Regions from separate parts of the Mus musculus genome. Here region 1 is linked to region 2. The links are chromatin contacts, called in public HiChIP or PLAC-seq maps. All regions are on one chromosome and are shown on one strand. Each heading gives the region's core, a stretch centred on a gene start, on an enhancer-like site or on the middle of the called end of the contact. The rest is flanking DNA. Distances are from core to core; before and after follow the strand shown.

The links. HiChIP or PLAC-seq counts read pairs in DNA pulled down with a chosen protein or histone mark.
Region 1: a contact with region 2 is called in an H3K27ac HiChIP or PLAC-seq map of embryonic stem cells, with 12 read pairs. The contact joins two enhancer-like sites. A contact is called at or near these places in 17 of 39 promoter capture datasets (3T3-L1-derived adipocytes, the C10 cell line, the HPC-7 cell line and 10 more), 6 of 484 Hi-C or Micro-C datasets (the G1E-ER4 cell line, the HPC-7 cell line, embryonic stem cells and 2 more), 15 of 115 datasets of contacts at active chromatin or transcription factors (the HPC-7 cell line, astrocytes, bone marrow-derived macrophages and 7 more) and 4 of 9 other capture datasets (adipose tissue, embryonic stem cells, liver and 1 more).

The regions. Positions count from the first base shown.
Region 1 is chr11:6,177,099-6,180,299 of GRCm38.p6, reverse strand. The region is part of intron 2 of Nudcd3 (NudC domain containing 3); the gene reads left to right. Among named protein-coding and RNA genes, the nearest start is that of Nudcd3, 22 kb to the left of the region's middle. Within about 2 kb of position 1,414, at least 180 of the 459 cell types and tissues checked have an H3K27ac peak or open chromatin away from gene starts, as enhancers often do. A contact at or near this core is called in embryonic stem cells and pancreatic islet, where this site is marked.
Region 2 is chr11:5,941,815-5,945,155 of GRCm38.p6, reverse strand. It overlaps a transcript of Gck not described here. Among named protein-coding and RNA genes, the nearest start is that of Ykt6, 12 kb to the left of the region's middle. Within about 2 kb of position 1,910, at least 9 of the 459 cell types and tissues checked have an H3K27ac peak or open chromatin away from gene starts, as enhancers often do. A contact at or near this core is called in embryonic stem cells and pancreatic islet, where this site is marked.

The DNA.
Region 1 (3,201 bases), core at 165-2,664, 240 kb before region 2:
CTTCTGGTTGCTGTTTCCTGAGGAAGAGGACACTGTTGTCTTTCTTTGTATCATTACTTGAAAGCTGTTTCTGATATATGTATTTTTAAATTTGTATTTGTGTGTGTGTAAAGCTAACACCCACCCACGTATATACCGGATTAGGATATCAATATTACTGTTCTCCACCTCCATAGCTTGTTCTCCTGGAAGGTCTTTGGGGTAGTAACATGCATGGATGGAGCTGTCACCTCCTTTCAAGACAGTGCCTTTTTGGGATCTTCCTGAGAACCTGCCACAGGGTGAGGAGCTGCTTTTCCCTTTAGAGATCTGTCTGGAGGTTGCTGTCCATGGAGGTTGCTGGCTTTCTTTCCCTTTTCATAGTAGATATGCTCTAGCATATGGTGTGCCATGAACATCCCTCCCAATTAGGGGAGAAACTGGGTGTCGGGCCCTGCTTCAGACATTTTGCGAAGCTGTTGAGGCCTGTAGCAGCCTCTCCTACCTACACCTCACCCTGCGCTTTCTTATCGCTGTTTCCTTTTACCTCGTATTGTCTTCAGCCTTGTGAGTTCAGCTATAACCTTAGGATGTATATGTGCTCAGTTTCACAGATGTGTTGGGTTTGTTTATTGGATTCAACCAATGTGGAATGAGTAAACGTTTGTTTCAGAGTCTTGAGGCAATGAGGCTGAGGGTGTCAGCTCAGCCCAAGCCCTCTGCCCAGTCTCCACTGGCTCTGTTAGGGCGGTCAGGAGCTTCTGACTTACTGGCTCTTTGTTCCCTTGAGTTCTCATGCAGTTCAAGTCAGGACGAGACAAAGGAAGGGTTCTTCCTGGCCACCCACGAGTGGGAGTTTTAGAGTGGGTGTTGTGCTGTCCCAGAGTTAAATGAGCAGCTGATTGTGTCTGGGCACAGTCTGCCTCTGAAAGCAAACCCCACTGATCTGCGGGTGGAACCGCTGTGCTGTGCTGTGCTGTGTGTGCGTTGGAAAGGACTCACCTCCTTCCAGCGCCTTCTGCTGCCTAGTGTTTGTTTTTCATCTACCCGTTCTTCACTAGGGTTGTGGATTCTGGTCTCTTAGTGGCAGTACTGTCTGCTATTGGGATCTAGGGAAGACCTCAGGCAATTTTCTTGCATCTCTGGTCTGTTGAATGCAGAGAAGGAAACATACTAGGACTCCCTTCAGCCTTCAGTAGGTGGCCAAACCCATCAAAGTGCAGACTAGAGTCTTCTCCTTGGGAGGCCAGTGCTCTCTTCCTGTGACCTGCAGGGGTCTGCATCAGTGGGCTGGTCATGTGCTCTCCTCTTGGGGACTTTGTAACCTGGTGGTCCTGGGTAGCAGCAGTTCACTGTGTTCTCCCTACCCCCACCCCCTGCTTGGCTTACCCAGAGCTTCCTGTTAGCTGCTGCTAGAGCTCCACAGAGCTAAAGGACTCTCCTGCCGCTCCTTTGTCTCTTGTAGTTGAAAATTTCCCCTTTCTGTAGTTGTTAGCCAGTGTCAGTTCCTGCTGCTGCTGCTCCTCCTCCTCACTAGCCTTGGTGGGTAGTTACTGGCTGCATTTTCTAGAATGACTGCATAGTGTTCTGCTTCATCAGCCGGGCCTGTGGGTGGGAAGAGTTTTGCTGGATAATCTTGCTCCAGCTGTCTTGATCTCTAGTCTTGCAACTTTTTTTCCAATGGAGTTATGGGGGAATGGTGGCTGACTACAAATGATTATGAGAATTTGAGCATTTCTTTAGAAATAAGGTTAAGGAAAATTAGAACAATAAGAGTTTAAAATGTTTCCTGGAAATGGGGTAGCTGTGATGTGGACCTGTTTGCCCTGCCTGGGCCTGAGTGTACCCTTGTACCTACTTGGCTCCAGACACTTCTGTCCATAAGAGGTCTCCTGATACCCTCACAATCCATCCCCAACACAGATATTTGCAGTTATAATTCAATTTCCAAAATTGTGCTAGGTGTTTAAAATGACCATGTGGCAGAGTGTTGTTAGTGCCGTGAAGGTTTCAAGCTCCTCACTTCCCACATGGGTACCCGTTTCCATGTTGTGCTGGAAGAGCAGACTTGGAGTGTGCTAACAGGCTGCTGGCTACCTTGTACTTTGCTGTGAGGTATTGTGAGGAGGAAGTACTACAGATTTTTGATAAATTTGGCTCTGTGTTAAATAGTTTTGCAAGTTTTTGCATTTGGGACCCTGTAACCCAGCTTCTAAGGAACTATTTACCTACAGAGCTAGGAGATGAGCTACAGCTTCCCAGCTAGACAGGCCATAGGGAGCGGGAGCAATGAAAGTGAGTGTGCCGGCTAAGCTGAGCATATGAGTATCTGCTGTCCGTCCATCCATCCGTGACAGCATCTGCTGTCCATCCATCCGTGATAGCATTGGGTTTCGATTTCACACACTGTCAGGTTCATTTCTACCATTGTAACACTTTGGAGGTTTTTGTTGTTCTTTACTTTTTGAATATGTAAATCACTTTTGGAGTTCACAAGTAAAAACATTTCAAAGTGTGAGTTCACATTTGTTGCTTTACATTCTTTCTGCCTCTTGCTCTCTAGAGAACAGTTTCTTTTTTTAAATTAAATTTTATTATTTTACTTATTCACTTTACATCCCTCTCACTGCCTCCCTCCCAGTTACTCCCTCCCACAATCCTTCCCCCACCCCTCCATCCGGGTGGGCCTCCCTAGGTTTCTCTTTCACCCTGGCATTTCAAGTTAGAGAACACCTTTTGAGTTTTAGTGAATTCTGGTGAATTTCTGTCTTTTCCCCCCTTCAGAGGTAAATAATACAGCATCCATATATGCACAAGCTTTTTCTTATTTTTGTTTCTTATAAAAAAAATCATATACTCTCTATGTTCTCAACATTTGACTTTTCAGCTGACCACAGGCTCTGGCAATCCTCCCTCACTGGAGGTCTGTTCCTATGACTGTAGCATTGGCCCCGTGTAATAATGTGTGCAGTGCATGGCAAAATGACCAGCCAGCTTTCTATGCAGGGCAGTTTACATGTTGTTCCAGTGTTTTGCTGGGACATGTGTTATAACAGTGATAACTTCATACTGTGTGTTGTTTTAATTTGGGGGGAATGTATTCTTAAGATGAATTCCCAGGAGTGGGGTGCTGATGACAAGGTAGTGCTGTCCAAATCCCTTCTGATAGCTGTACAGGGTTGTATCCTTGCCATAATGTTATGAGAGGCCCAGTTCCTGGAG
Region 2 (3,341 bases), core at 661-3,160:
AACAACAAATGGTTCATTATGCACCCCAAGTAGCCCATGGGCACTCTATTTTCTTTGCCACACTTAAGGAAAGAGCAACTCCCTCAAGTTGTCCTGGGTGCGCTGATTACATCTGGGGAGTGAGTCTCAGGAGTGAGTGTATCTGTGAGCTGTGGCCATCCCTGAGCCTTAGGGAGGGGCCATTGCCCAGCAGACACCACTGTATCCACAGAAACATTTACAATGGCTGAGATGATTATTCATACATACAAACATGCCCATTATAGACCTTATCAAGTGTTAAGTAATTAGGAGGGTGATTTTTAAAATGTTTTATGTCATGTGTAAATATTTAGTGACCTGCTTTACCCAGAGAGCGTTTGGTGATAGTTCCTGGGTGGGCACTGTACTTTCTCTTACGTTAACACTGGAGTAATCCTACCATCAGTAAATTAGCTCCCAGCACATTTTTAAACTGGCTGCAAAGGGGGCTAAATGGATGTCTCAGTTAGTAAAGTTCTTGCTGAGAAACCATGAGAATTCCAGTCTGCAACCCCGGCACCCAAATAAAAGCAGAGCATGGTGCCTTACACCTGAGATCCCAGAGCTGAGAAGCTGCAGACAAGAGGATACCTGGGGCTAACTGACAAGTTGATTTAGCCAAATAGGCAAACTCTAGACTCAGTGAGAAACCTTGTCTCAAAGAATAAGGTGGCAAAGCCAGTGAGATGGCTCAGTAGAGAATGGAATTTGCTGACAGGTCTCATGACCTGAGTTTGATCCCCAAAGCCTATGTGATAGAAGGAGGGAACTGACTCCTGAAAGTTGTTCTCAGTCTCAGGCATGCTGTGGCATGTATACACACACACATACACACACAAACACACACACACACACACACACACACATACATACACACACCACACACACAAACACACACCCCACACACCACACACACACACACACACACCACACACACACACACACACACACACACACACACACACACACACACTTTCTTTTTTCTGAGTCAGTGTTTCTCTGTATAGCCTTGGCTGTCCTGGAACTCACTCTGTAGACCAGGCTGGCCTCAAACTCAGAGATCCACCTGCTTCTGCCTCCTGAGTGCTGGGATTGAAGGTGTGTCCACCACCACCCAGCTCTACAACATCTTTTAAATGGCTGCAAAAATCCTGAGCATCCAGGAAGTCTAAGAGGCCACCTTGGCTGAGATTGTCTGGAGAAAGTCAGCAGGTAGAGCAGATAGCTTCTTCAACACATTTAGGTGAGGCACAGCCCACTCCGTTAAGCCATCTGGGAGAACTTCAGCCTCTTGGAAGTGGGCAGAGTGACTTCAGACTTCCATGGATCTGGAGGACTGGATGTCTAGGAAATTCTTGGCTTGGGGGCAGCTTGGTAGAGAAAGCAAATCTTGGGCTAGGAGAAGGGGTTCTGTGAGCAGATCTTGGGGGCTTAGGGAGGAGCTTGTTGTGGTATTATGGGAAATGTCCTCCCTAGGCTATGTTTGAACTCCTGGTCGCCAGTGGTGGCACTGTTTGGGAAGGTTGTGGAACCTTTAGGAGGTGGCGCTTCTGTGAAGTGGGTCACTGGAGTGGGCTTTGTCCTGTTTCCTGTTTACTCTCTGATTCCTGAATGTGGATACAATGTGACCAGCCAGCCTCCAGTTTCTGTCTCGATACTATCCCAGCCTTGTCTTCCCACCAGGAAGGACTGTATCCTCTTGGGACTGCAAGCCAAGATAAGCCTTTCTCCATGAATCAGCTTTTGTCGGGGCAATTTTATCTCAACAAGAGTAACTCAGAGCTAGCACTCACTGCTGAGCCCCCTCCCCGCTGTCTGGTCAAGAGTAACTCAGAGCTAGCACTCACTGCTGAGCCCCTCCCCGCTGTCTGGTCGGAGCGTTTATAATGCAGAAGGAACAGAGCAAAAGCCTCCCCTTAGGCCTTTTTCCAGGAAGGCTACTTGTCTGCCCTCTTCTGCATAACACTGGGGTTCCATCTCCTTTCAGGGTGCCTCCTTTCCTGCCTCACTAGAGCTCCTGACCTCTTCCCTCCTGGTTCACTCAGGGTCACCGCTGATGCCCACTTCATCTTGTTTTCATTCTCTTAGACATCATCTCCCTGGAGCCTATGACTTGTTAATGCCGCTCTGCCCATTAGGGGTGTTGTGCTGTTCCAGATACCCAATTAAACTGAGCACATCTGAAGGTTTGTCGTGTTACCCGGCCAACAGCCTAGAGGCCCGTGGTTTTCAGCCTCAGAAAGGCTCAGCTTGGCTTTCCTGATTCTCTTGAACCTTCGCTCATGGCTGCCAGATGTGCCACAAGTGTTGCAGGCACAAACAAATCAAGCACCCCAGAAGCAAACATGTATGGTGGCTCACCATTTCATGGCTCCAGAGATTGACCTGGCCAGGGTAGAGAGGAACTAAAGAAAAGACACACACGTGGACATAGAGAAAAGCTGGGATCGGTGTTCTGGGATGATGAATGGAGAAGCCTCAGCATATCGGAGCGCAGTGTATATAGTTAAGCATGGAGCTAGAGTTACGGCACATAGATGAACAAGAAGGCAGGTTCAGCTAATCTGAGTAGGAGCAGTCTCAAGAGGGGAGCAGTCTCAAGAGGGGAGCAGTCTCAAGAGGGGAGCAGTCTTCATATGATAAATTTCCGGGCGGGGGGGAAGCTATAGTGGATATTTTCTGCACAAACTATCAGTATCCACATATGGACCAGAGGAATACCGCCATTGCTCTGGGCCTTTCCCAGTGAAGGCTTTTCTGATCCAATGAGACACTGGGGCTGAGACACTAGGGTCTTTGACATAGCAACAACATGCATCCACTCAGTACTTCATTCCATCCCTACAGGAAGAGGCTTCTGTCACCACATCTCCCAGATACAGAAAGGTCTAGAAAGCAATTCAGCAGATACAGACGGGAAGGACAAACCACACAGGTTTGTGCCCAATGCTGGGTACCAGAAACCAGTTGCAGGCACATCTCCAGGTTGCAACAGCCCCTGATGGCAGAGCCATTGCTGAGCACTGGGTACTCGCAATGGGCCAGGCCTGGGGATCTGGACCTGCAGGAGGTACAGCATCCTGCCCCCTGGCTCTGTCTCACGAAATTCAAAGACTATAACCCTAAACAAAGAGAGCAATGTGTGGGCTCCAACAGTGACAGACACCATCTGATATTTGGGCTAAGACCTCAGATGAAGGCAAAGAGGAGCTTTCTCCTGCTGGGGGCATTGTTTTCAGGAAACTTACTCTCCCATTCAGTAGAACCCACCTGAGTTCAAGGAAACTTTGGCTCTCTTGTTTAGAGGTCTTGTAGGGCTC